2 separate regions of the Zea mays genome follow, and region 1 is linked to region 2. The links are chromatin contacts, called in public Hi-C maps. All regions are on one chromosome and are shown on one strand. The core of a region is the stretch at or near the end of the contact, and the rest is flanking DNA. Distances in the headings are between cores, read along the strand shown.

Region 1 (5,384 bases), core at 2,087-4,586, 180 kb after region 2:
CAGAGAACCTGTTCTGATTATTGTACATGGGATGCCAGATGCAAGAACCACTTCTTCATCCTTCTCTGCTAGCGTCTTCAGCTTGCTGTTCATAATAGCTTGCAAACCACCACTATTTCTGTAGACAGCCAGCTGCAACCTCATCAAGATCTCATAGGGGTAAATGACTGATGCTAGAGCTAGCTGGATAATAAGGAATTACAAGAGCATTGCAAACCTGTGATAGCAGAACAATGTGTTGAACACCCTTGAGGTCGATCGGTTCAGAGAAAAAACCATCCTGTAAACATATCAAGTTCAAAGGTAAATCATGCAATTAAAGAGGAATGGCATTTACGTTCTCATATAAGTACATAACTAACTAACACATCACATATCTTTCTCAAGATTAAGATGAACATAATGTACCCATAAGTAGTTCCAAATATGTGGCACATATGGATAATACTAAATTAATACTCTCTTCATTTCAAATTACAAGGCTATTTGACTTTTCTAGAATCATAGCTTTTGCTATGCACTTACATATACATTATGTCTATATGCATATAAATCAATATATCTAGAAAAGACAAAATGTCCTACTGTCCTACATTTGGAATGGAGGCAGTAATATCTAGTTGATTCATACCATGAAATTCTAAAGTTTCCTAATAGAAAGAGCTCTTTACATGAAAGTCAAAAGGAGGGACTCAACTAAATCTGTTAGTTATTGTTTTATACATAAAAATTAAGTAATGCCCTAAACATCAGGCCATCAGCTAGAGGGCCTCCAAAAAGTGTCAAACAATCAACAATTGTACAGATAATAAAACAGTACACCTAATGATTATTTTTTGGGCAAATAGTACGCCCCATGCTTTATGTTGAACACAAGTACACCTCATGCTTTGGGAGTAGCTAATATATGAATAGAAACCTCAAAGTTTTAACATACATCAGCTGGACAAATTATAGCACGAACGCCCCTTAGTGCTCTCTTTGTGAAGGACTTATCTCCGATATCACCAACCATGCACTATAATAAACCAAAATGAGATTATTTGAGTGATACTCGCTGTACTTATCAACAAAATATTACTGTACAAGATGGAACCGTAAAAAAAATACATGCATTGTTTCTTTTATTGGTAATTTCAGATCTAAAAGATAGCAGTAACGCAGAATGTTGCAACATCTGAGAAACATATAGAATAGTGGAATACAGTAAAAAATTGAAGTGTCACCTCCACATAAGTTCCAAAAGCTTCTTCAGTGGTTCGTTTATCCTTAACAAGTGCTTTTGTTCTAGCCCTTTTCAGAATTAGTGCTAATATCACCATCTGAAAATACAAGGAAACCAACTTGAATCGTTTGCCCTTACAAGTGTTTGTAGCTAAGGTATACTAATAAAAGTTCATTCTTTTTTGTTGTTGGGTGAACTGAACCTTTAGTTGTTTCCTTAGCGAGGACTTTATGCTCAAACAACTGGTTGTGTTAGACTGGATTATTCTTTTCTAGAATATAGTGTGCAGTTCAGATTACGGGGAGAAACAAAATGAAGACACACAAATTACCACATTGAGTAAAGTACGTTACCGGTCCCTAAACTTGTAGCATTGTATCATCATGGTCACTAAACTCCCAAAGTGTACATTCAGATCCCTAAACTTGTGAAATTGTATCATACCGGTCCTTCAATTCTTAACATGCATATTTCAGTTTTTATACTTGTATGATTGTGGTATCTGTTTCTCTAAAATTATTTTTAATGTGATTAAAAACAAGTTAAGAGTTTATGAACATGTGATGACACAAAAAATAAGTTTATATACCCAGATGGCACAACATATAATTATAGAGACCATAATGTGCATATTAAGAGTTTAGAGACTGGGATGATACAACTTAACAAGTTTAGAGACCTCAACGTGCACTTTATGAGTTTAGATACCGGGATAATACAACGTTATAAGTTTAGGGACTACTCTATTCTAATAAAGTCTGTACAATGGCACTTCCACGGCAGAAGGAATAAGGAAACATGGAGATGAAAGGACACCTGTCCAATCTCACTGTCGCCATTGGTGACTAGCACAGCGTCCCGAGACTCCTCAATATCTATTTGTCACCCCAGATCTGCCAACAAATAAGAAGACACAGCCGCCAAGGAGTTCAAATTTACAGAGTGCTTTCTCTATGTACCTTGAGACTCGTCCTCCTCATCCTCCGCAGCCCCATCCTTGGGAAGCAAATCGGGTGCTCCATACCATCTCCTTAACTTTGGCCCTCCTAGCAAGATTTGAAACGAACAACTCAGGGTCAGGGCCTGCTAGGTTAGCTAGTAGTCCTGGCTCACTCTGCCACATTGACAAATGACAAGGGTAGCCAGTATCCAATTAGATAATGGGAACATATCATATGCTCATGGAGCTCTTGTGCTTATATGAGCACTTTAAATCTGGTGCATTCATTTCTCATCCAGGGGTAAGGGCAGCAGTGGCACACAGAAGAAACTAGGAAATATCTATTCACACTTTGATGAGAAATGAAGGTACCAGATTTAAAGTGCTCATACGAGCACAAGAGCTCCATGAGCACAGAAAATGCTTAGATAATAGGAACAATTGGATCTATACCATTAAAAGATCCAAACTTTAGATATATACCATGGACCCCACATGTCATTGACTCATGTGGACCCACATGTAAGTGAGATAGTAATAGTATGGATCCAAAGTGGTGATCTTTTAATGGTATGGATCCAAATTTCCCTAGATAATAAGATAAACAACCACATTCACACTTAGACGAAAAATGAAGGCACCAGATTTAAAGTGCTCATACGAGCACAAGAGCTCTAAGTTCGCTTAGATAATAAGATAAACAACCACAGAAAAGATGTTTTTTTTTTCTTTAGTTGTTGCTACTGCCTACTGACATAGGGATGCACTGATCCGAGTACCTAAGAGGGCTAAGACCCGAAACTCATTTCCCTCTTCAGGGACATGTTCAGGTACCACGAAACGGACATCGGCTCTACCGCAGCGAGTCAGCTTCTAACCCTGTTGAGACTCGAGACACATACCCTCGATGTAGTCAAGGATGCGGTCGGTGAAGCTTGCCTCGTCCTTTCTCTTTGCGCGGACGACAGCGAGAAGCGCCGGCCTTCTTCTTCCAGGAGAGAGAGGGACGGCGTTACCCCTGTCCCCGGCGCGAAGTGGAGGCGGCGTGGGGTAAAGGCGCGGGAGCAGGGGAGGCAGGGGCATTGGAGTCTCGGGAAGGAAGCGCACGACCACGAGAGAGAGAGATTTCGCGTACGTGACCGTGGTTGCCCGCTGCGGGATAACGCTTCAACGGATGGCCTAGTGCCGCTGCGCCACTTCTTTGTCTAACCGTCATTATAGATGGGCCTCGTTCCTTGTTGGAGCCCAGGGAGCCCAGCTACCCTGCACCATGCCCACTTGGAGAGCCCGATCGTCTCTCATGGGCTGCAAATTGCAGTAGATGGTTCGCGGCCCATGACTAGTCGAACGAACCTACCTGCAGGCTGTGGCCTCCCTCAATGTCTCCATCGAGCTAGGGTTTTGAGGCGGCGGCGGCGGCTTGTCCCATTTAAAGCTGGACTGCTCCATCAGACTCGCCTCCTCGGCCGCTATCTGTTTGTTGTGTTAGGGTTTCGTCTCGTGTATAAGGCGTTCGGAGCTCGCAAATCCTTTCCTCTCTCGCGTTCGAGGCTAGGTAGCCGTCACCATGAGCCGCTCGGGGCAGCCTCCGGATCTCAAGAAGTAAAGCGCCCGCATCTCTATCTGTCTCCCCCTTCATATTAGAATCCGGTTTGATTGGTTCCGTTGAGCTGATTTGGGTTTGTTTCCTTTGGCGTCGCAGGTACATGGACAAGAAGCTTCAGAGTAAGTGATATTCTCTCGATTCTACAATCCAAGCCCCAATAGTTCATTTGCAGTTCAGAAAATTTTTCTTTAGTTTTAAAGGGTGAAACATGCATGTGTGTCACCAGTATGTTTAGTCTTAGGGATATGATCCCAGTGCTGACTAGGGCGGGCAGTGATGATTAGGGCATCACCCAGCTTTCAGTCCATGGACGAACCATATTTCTCACTAGCTGCGCTTTTGCTTGTTAGCTCTTTCTCCTGTTGTCAACTTGCATCGATTGCTTTTGCGCCAAAATAAATGTTTCCATTTTTTTCGGCAATTTGAACATCCTTTTTGGTTCCAGTTTCTTCTTCAGCCTGACCATGCGCGAACATTGTATCTCTGTTTGTGATCTTGGTATTTGAAATCCTCTAAATGATGAACATAATTTGAAGTCTATGGATTTATCTCCAGATGAGGCTTCATGTCATAGTTACTCTGATAGTGCATTCATCTACATTTTTGCTTCCTGATAATAGTCACAGCGACACCCCATCTATCGATGGTTCATTTGGTGTTGTAGCCTTCCCTATGATAGTGTGGTGACTACTCTATCTGATCTTCTGTCATCGTTTCTCATTTTTGTAGTTGCTCTGATAATCCAAAATGGCAAAATCTATTCTGTCCATAACCTGTTTGGCTATGGCTGCCCTACATGATGATAATTTTCGAAAAGCTATGGATTAATTTCCAAATGAGGCTTTTTTTGTCATAGTTACTCTGATAGGGTGCCATATCAATCTTTTCGAATTCACTTGTGTAAATCAGTCTGATTTTTGAGGGGCCAGATTGTTGTCATTTGTAAATGCTGGGGAATTTGACACACAAGAAATGCTATTGACCCAAAAAAAAGCTGGCATCAAATTACATCTATTGGGAAGTCGTCCCTAGTATTAAATGTGATAATTACTTGTTACATAAATTATGCCCTCAACACATTTTAAGTCTAGTACAAGTCGTCATTCCCTTAATAAGTCAACTTCTAGAAAAGTCCCAAGTCATTATTTATTAAGCTTGGGCAATCTTATATAAAGTAATACCATATGTCATGTTGGGGACTTGTTCTCAGATGCTATGAGTTAAGAAAAAGGCAACACAGAAAATGTTAAACGGTAGAGTACTTCGTCCTTCGAAGCATTATTTCCCTTAGGATACAATGATTTTCGGACGAAGGTTATGTAGGGCGCACCTTCATAAACACAACATACGATGATGAAGAATGAACCATATGAAATATGAAGGACAACATAGACAATTATATATTATTATCAACTTATTTTTGCATTATTATTATGAAGAAATAAAAATGATATCAAGTTACAAATGTAATTTCGACTTGAAAGGAGACGTAAGTACCAGTGCAACGCAAAAGCAAATGCCAAGTCAGCGTGAACAGTACGGGGGTACTGTTCACCTATTTATAGGCATGGGACACAGCACATATAAAATTACATTAATGCCCTTTACATTTG
Region 2 (6,013 bases), core at 3,094-5,593:
ACAGCTCCTGCAGCAGGCGTCCACGGGAAGGGAGGGAGACGAGGTCGCTGACGTACTGTAGGAAGGAAGAGCGGCGTCCATGGCGGGGAGGGCCGACGGCCATGGGAGAGGGCGCCGTGAGGGAGAGGGGATCGGCTAGGAGGATAGGAAATGGGGCTATGGAGATAGGATAAGGAAGATAAGTTACGTAAGGAAAATGGACATTTGCTTTGATGATTTGGATATGGCTGAAGTTTAAACGTTGGAGAGGATATGTCTCCATCAGATATTTTCCCTATTTTTTCCAAACCATTAACAAAATAAACATGTAGATATTTTAGGGTTCTGAAATCTAGGTCTAAAAGAGGTATGAATAGGTCGAATCAAACAAAACCGGTGACAAAATTTGTACCAGATTTGATTTGATTTAATTTGAAACCTGATAATTCATCCGCAGTCTGAACAGGGAAATAGATTAATTATGAATACTAAGTTTGGTTCTAATTACCTTTATCTGCGTTGAACGACTTACTACTAAATACTCATGATTATCAACCCCGCGCAAGATTTCTCTCAGACAATGCACCCACCACACGTGACACGATGTCAGGCCACAGATAGACTTGTGCGACGCAAGTGTGAAAGAATTTCAAACGAATCTTTAAGGAACCACATTTGATTTCAAAGATTATAGTTTGGGCAAGACGTCGATGGCTCAACCCAAATGATATTGGATTCAATGTTTTGGAAGATTACTAAAGTCTGATTTTTTTGCAAAATAAATTTGGATAATTTAAACAGATGGAGACAGACACGATATCAAAATCGTGATAGACGAAGATGATTAAAACTTAGTGGCCTTTACATTCACCGCTATCACGTGTTAAAGCCCGCACTCGTACTCGAGCAGACAATAAACACCTGGGGTGTTACATGCTGGAGGTTGCCTGTCTGGCTAGCTGCCTGACTCTGGTGGGCCGGTAGGCCTACTGAAAGTGCCAATATTTCTCGGTCAGTTGGGCTATCGTGAATGGCCCGAGAAAATATGGTAAAACTACCAAAATATGTCGGATTTTTCTAAAATTTCAAAAATGGACGGTAAAAACGTCTCACCGTTTTCTATATATCCTGATTAATCCAAAAATGATTGGGAAAATCCGATAAGTGTTACCGGAAATGTACTGGATCGAGAAAATTTGTTAAGCGGTACAAAAAATTTACTAGATTTTACTAACCGTTTTCATCCTTACTGGTGATGCTCGTGGAGTGGAGAGAAGAGTATTTGGTGTCATCGTGTGTTCAAACAGTCCGTGAAGACGGACGCCTCGTTGGATGGACTAAAACTGTCTGCGTCTAAAGATTGTTAGGTTGGGTTGTAAGTCATGCCTAAAGCCTCTTTTGTTCTTTCGGCTAAAGAAATCTCAAGTCTATATTGGTTTTTCGGAACTTGACAATGTAAATGCATATATCCAGCATAGGATGGGTATACCTTCCTGTATCCCTTAGTACGTAATTGATAGGAAATAAAGCAAAATGGTGACTTAGGTCTGTTATGTGAAACATTAATGATCGGGTCGCATGTTGGTCTATTTTACCATCTACATGAAGTTGTAGAGATAAGTTTAAGCGGAATTCACTATTTATTATATTTTCTTATAACATATCTTATTAGAAATATCATACAAAGACGGTTTCATATCTTGAAGTGTCTAGTATATTCACTAACATCTAAGACAGTTTTTATAGTCTTGACGACTCTAATAATATTTTTATTTGAGATGGTTTCATATACATAAGTGTCTAATATACTAACTAGAATTTAAGGCATTCTTGTCATCTTAATGACTCGAAAGGTATATTTATTTGAGACGGTTTTCAATAACTATTCGTCTTAACTCAATGTAAGACAATTTTTACAATGTAACCGTCTCAAATCACTTTTTTATTAAAGACGGATCTCCAAAAAACTGTCTTATCTTACTCATCAGCATATTATAAAAGACGCTTTTATAAAATGCACTGATATCCATCTTAAAATGTGTGTCTTAAATAAGCATATCTCTAGTAGTGATCATTCATCACCATGCATATTAATTATTACGAGATCGCTCATCAGCCGCGCCCGCTGAGTGCATAGATGTGGTGTAAAGAGATGGCGGAAATAGGGCGCAGGATCATACGCCACAACAAAATAGCTCAAATAAAGAGTAGTACGCGTTTGGTTTCCTAGGCCAGACTAGCCTGGCTCGCACCACTGATCGACCTAGCAATGCTCTTCATGGCCAGACGTACGTGAGGCACGCGTGGAGGTGGAGGGGAACGATAATGTTTGCTTGCTTATGTTAACCCAGCTAGCTAGTAGCTAGGCTAGCTGTACAGTAACGGTGCTTAGTTGCTCAGTTGCATGTGACCATTTTAAATTAATTCAGATGCAAGTAGAGTTTGTTGCGTGGCGTGTGCTGCATGGAGTACGTGCTTGGTTACCTCGCGTCGTACTAGGTAGCACTGTGTTACAAGTGTATCGGTGACAATAATTGAACCTTAATTCACAGTCTGAGTAGCAGCAGATCGAGAATAGAACGAGAACAGTAGGAGAATGAACAAGGAACAGAGACTCGGGGAAGAAGATGAACATGCTAAATCAGGGGCGGACTCACCACCCAGGCACCGCAGGCGGTGGCCTGGGCTGGCTCGCCGGCTGCAATGGAGGGCAAGGCGCGAGCACATTGTACGGAAGCAAGCAGCACGTGGCACGAGCACAGGCGTGGGGATCACACCGTATTCTCGCCTAGGCTGTCATCAGTTCCTGGGTCCGCCACTGTGCTAAATAATTCTGTTACAAGATGTCGACGCTCACGCCCTCCACTCTTGGGCCTTGGACCCTGACATTTGGCTTTCGCACACGTTCACCTCTTCTCGGCCCATCCGGTGAAGACCTCTGAAGCCCAGCATTCAAATCTTCAGTCTGTTGCTCCTGTAGCCCATCGGCCCATCCGACAAAGCCTGGTCTGCTGATGAGTTGCTGACATTTCCCCTGGATAAAAACTTGCTTGACCCCAAGCAGGCGCTTGTGGAAAACGCTGTCGAAGTGGAGTAAAATCCTCCCATGTTGCAGGAAACCCCACCGCCACCGGCGCTGCAGAATCTTGGTAGGAATTTGAAGGCCATCTAAGTGGTCAGGAAGTTGACATATGTCAGTAAGCAAATTATAATTTGTTTCACCAAAACTGTTATTAAACTCTATGAGTAGAAAGTCAAAAACTGATTTTTAATAATCCTATCCATAGTGCTTGTAATTAGTTCAGTTTGACTTTTTTTGGTTTATGGCGATCAATATACTCATCTTTCATGCCCAACTTAGGAGTTGCATGCTATTCGCAAAAGGAATATATTGTCTGCGGTAAAGATTCTCGACCATCATCTTTGATTTTTTTTTTAAAAAATTGTTTTGTTAATTTTACCTCTGACATGACCTCCAATATACCATGGAGAATTTTCATATCCCACGATCAACAACATCAAGCGTAAATGAAACACAAAATCAAAATACTTGAGATAATATAGTATATAGTAGCACATAGGCTTGGCGTCTCTTCTTGTCATTTGGGCTATCCTTTTTCGCATATTCAATAACAGAAGAGAACAAGTTGTTGAGACTCTTAAGAGTCTTATAGTGAGAGAACCATCGTGTGTCTCTAGGTCTTTGAAGAGATTGACCTTGGTTCAATCATGTTTCGGTACTAATCTATCCAATACCTATTGTTTTTACTTTATTTTGTTGACTTTGTCATATCATGTCTTTTATTTTAAAGAAGCTCCAATCACATTAAGTAGAAGAGATATCATGTCAAAGCATCCCTAATATCATCATTCCTTTTGTCGTCCCTCCTTTTGTATCTTCTAATGTTTAGGGATTTTTCTCGGACCTCCTTTTATATCTTAAGGAGGAACAACGGTTATATGGAAGGTACTAAGTCGGTTACCAAGTTTGTGATGGAATCGAGTCGGTTACCAAGTCATGCATGAGTTCATCTCTATGTTACAAGCTTATCTATTATCTAACCAAGATGCTTTCCATATCTAATCTTCTAGAAGCCTCCTCTCTATAGACCTTCTTCATGGACTTGTAGTCGAGCTCATGGGTCCATCCACTTGGACTCTTCTTTAGGCTTCGTTCGGTTCTACCCATCCAGGCTGGGATGAGGCTGGATTGGGCTCCAATCCAGGTTATATTCCAAGCCCATGAAAAAATCCAGGTTCTAACATTTTTGGTGTTCGGTTAAGCCCACTGGAATTCGAGCCCATGGATCTGAATTTTTTTTTTGCGACAGTAGATTCTGGATTGGAGCCATGACTCCTAGGGTCTGGAAACAAACCACGGAGCCGTGACCGAGGGGAGCGGCGGCGGCGCAAGGTGTCTTCCTCTCCGTCGCCGGCAACGTCGACACCGCTGGCAAGCTTCTCTCCGGTTCGATCCTTTCTCATCTGCTCTCTACCCCTCTCTCTATCCTTGTCCGGTTGGAGGTCGTCGTCCTCAACGCCCTCTCTCTATCTTTCACATTTGGCGCTCGAGCGTCTTGGTCTTCCAGCGGGCGCGGCGGTTCTGGAACCAGACGACGACCTGACGCGGCTGCAGGGCGAGGTCGCACGCGATGAGGTCGCCGCGCGCCCGCCGGCCACTGCCAGGGCCAGCTTGTCCTCGTCCTCGTCCATCTCGGCCTCGTCGTCGGGCTCCATCTTCCGCGCCGGCAGGGCCTCTTCCACCGCGAACGTCAGCTTCTCCCCTGCAATAGGCGTATGCAGTTAGCTAGTACGGACGCTCGAATTCCGCAGGAAACCGTTCTTTCTGCAGCTTTGTGGCAGCAAGCTAACTGCTAACCAAATGCAAAAATGGAATGCAATCGTCCAGCTTCTTCTCTTGTGCAAACTGCAAGACAATCGTTGATTTTCTTTTCCCAATCCTACAGGGTGTGGTAGTGTAGCTGCCTGACTGCCTGAGTAGTAGGAGTACACTTCAGGTAGGAATTGTACTATATATAGTTCTTATCTCTGGGCTTCAGTAGTTCAGTACATGGAATTTCCCTCTTTTCTAAATTGTATTCTCTCAGTCTTGTGTTGCAGAAATGAGCCAGCAGCTGCATTCTCTTTTCTGCATGTAATGAGCCAGCATATTTTTTTGTACACGAACTAGATCACCTGCATGGAATTGTACTATAGTTCTTCAGCAGCTTTTTTTCGTTGCATTTCAAACAGCCCTGCTTGTTATTTTATCCTCTAGGACCATAGTTTGATTCTATAGTTTCATACGATGAAAAAGACAGATGGTTCATGTATCTCTCCACATGATGATTATCTAATATGATTAGTACCTCTCCATACGATGATTGCTTAATATGTTTCTCTCTTATTCTTTTGCAAAAAAAGAGATATTATGACTATATGGTTATATATATGGGGGTTAAATATTAGAGTATTAATGGCATCTCCTTTTTATTTTCTAGGTACAATAATCCGTTCTTACTGATGTTTATATGAACCAATAATTTATTTATTTTCAGGTTGTCCCTGCTCCAGTAAGAGTAGGCGAGGACGAGCCTCCCCCATCCTGGGTGTTGGTGCCTGACCCATTTTCTCAAGGTACTAGCCAAAACCTAAAGAATTTGAATTATATGAACAACATAACTAGCTTTAGTAATTAGTTTTCCTTATGTCTCTTGATGCTACTTTTAGTTTTGCTATGGACATGAGCAATAGAGATCACATTAGGAGGAGGGAGGAGGATGATGATGACCTCTTCCTTTTGATTCTCCCTTCCCTACATCTCTTGGGCTATCTTGGACGTAGTAAAAAGAAATTGAGGCATACATCAGCGCTGACCGGGGAGGAAAAGGTTCGAGAGCTACTTGAAGGCCATATCAAGAACTGCAGGGTATCATTTAGAATGGAACCTTTCATTTTCAAATCCTTGGCCAACTATCTTAGAATGGAAGGATTGGTTAAAGATACAAAAATCAAAGTTGAGGAAAAACTTGGG

Evidence for each region. A called contact is a pair of places that touch in the nucleus more often than the background predicts.
Region 1: a Hi-C map of leaf shows a contact between it and region 2, with 8 times the contacts expected there. The contact joins the promoter of LOC103636217 here to the promoter of LOC100276223 in region 2. A contact is called at or near these places in 7 of 25 Hi-C or Micro-C datasets (bundle sheath, ear, endosperm and 2 more).

The regions. Positions count from the first base shown.
Region 1 is chr1:71,863,029-71,868,412 of Zm-B73-REFERENCE-NAM-5.0, forward strand. LOC103636217 reads right to left here and starts at 3,337. Exons shown (of 9, transcript NM_001347002.1): 1 at 3,068-3,337; 2 at 2,185-2,271; 3 at 2,042-2,100; 4 at 1,227-1,322; 5 at 938-1,018; 6 at 218-280; 7 at 1-132. The coding sequence starts at 3,248. LOC100282336 (small nuclear ribonucleoprotein G) reads left to right here and starts at 3,597. Exons shown (of 4, transcript NM_001155248.1): 1 at 3,597-3,767; 2 at 3,868-3,890. The coding sequence starts at 3,733.
Region 2 is chr1:71,677,734-71,683,746 of Zm-B73-REFERENCE-NAM-5.0, forward strand. It overlaps LOC100276223, which reads left to right and starts at 4,344. Exons shown (of 6, transcript NM_001150063.2): 1 at 4,344-4,447; 2 at 5,538-5,616. LOC103636186 reads right to left here and starts at 143. Exons shown (of 5, transcript XR_002266127.2): 1 at 57-143.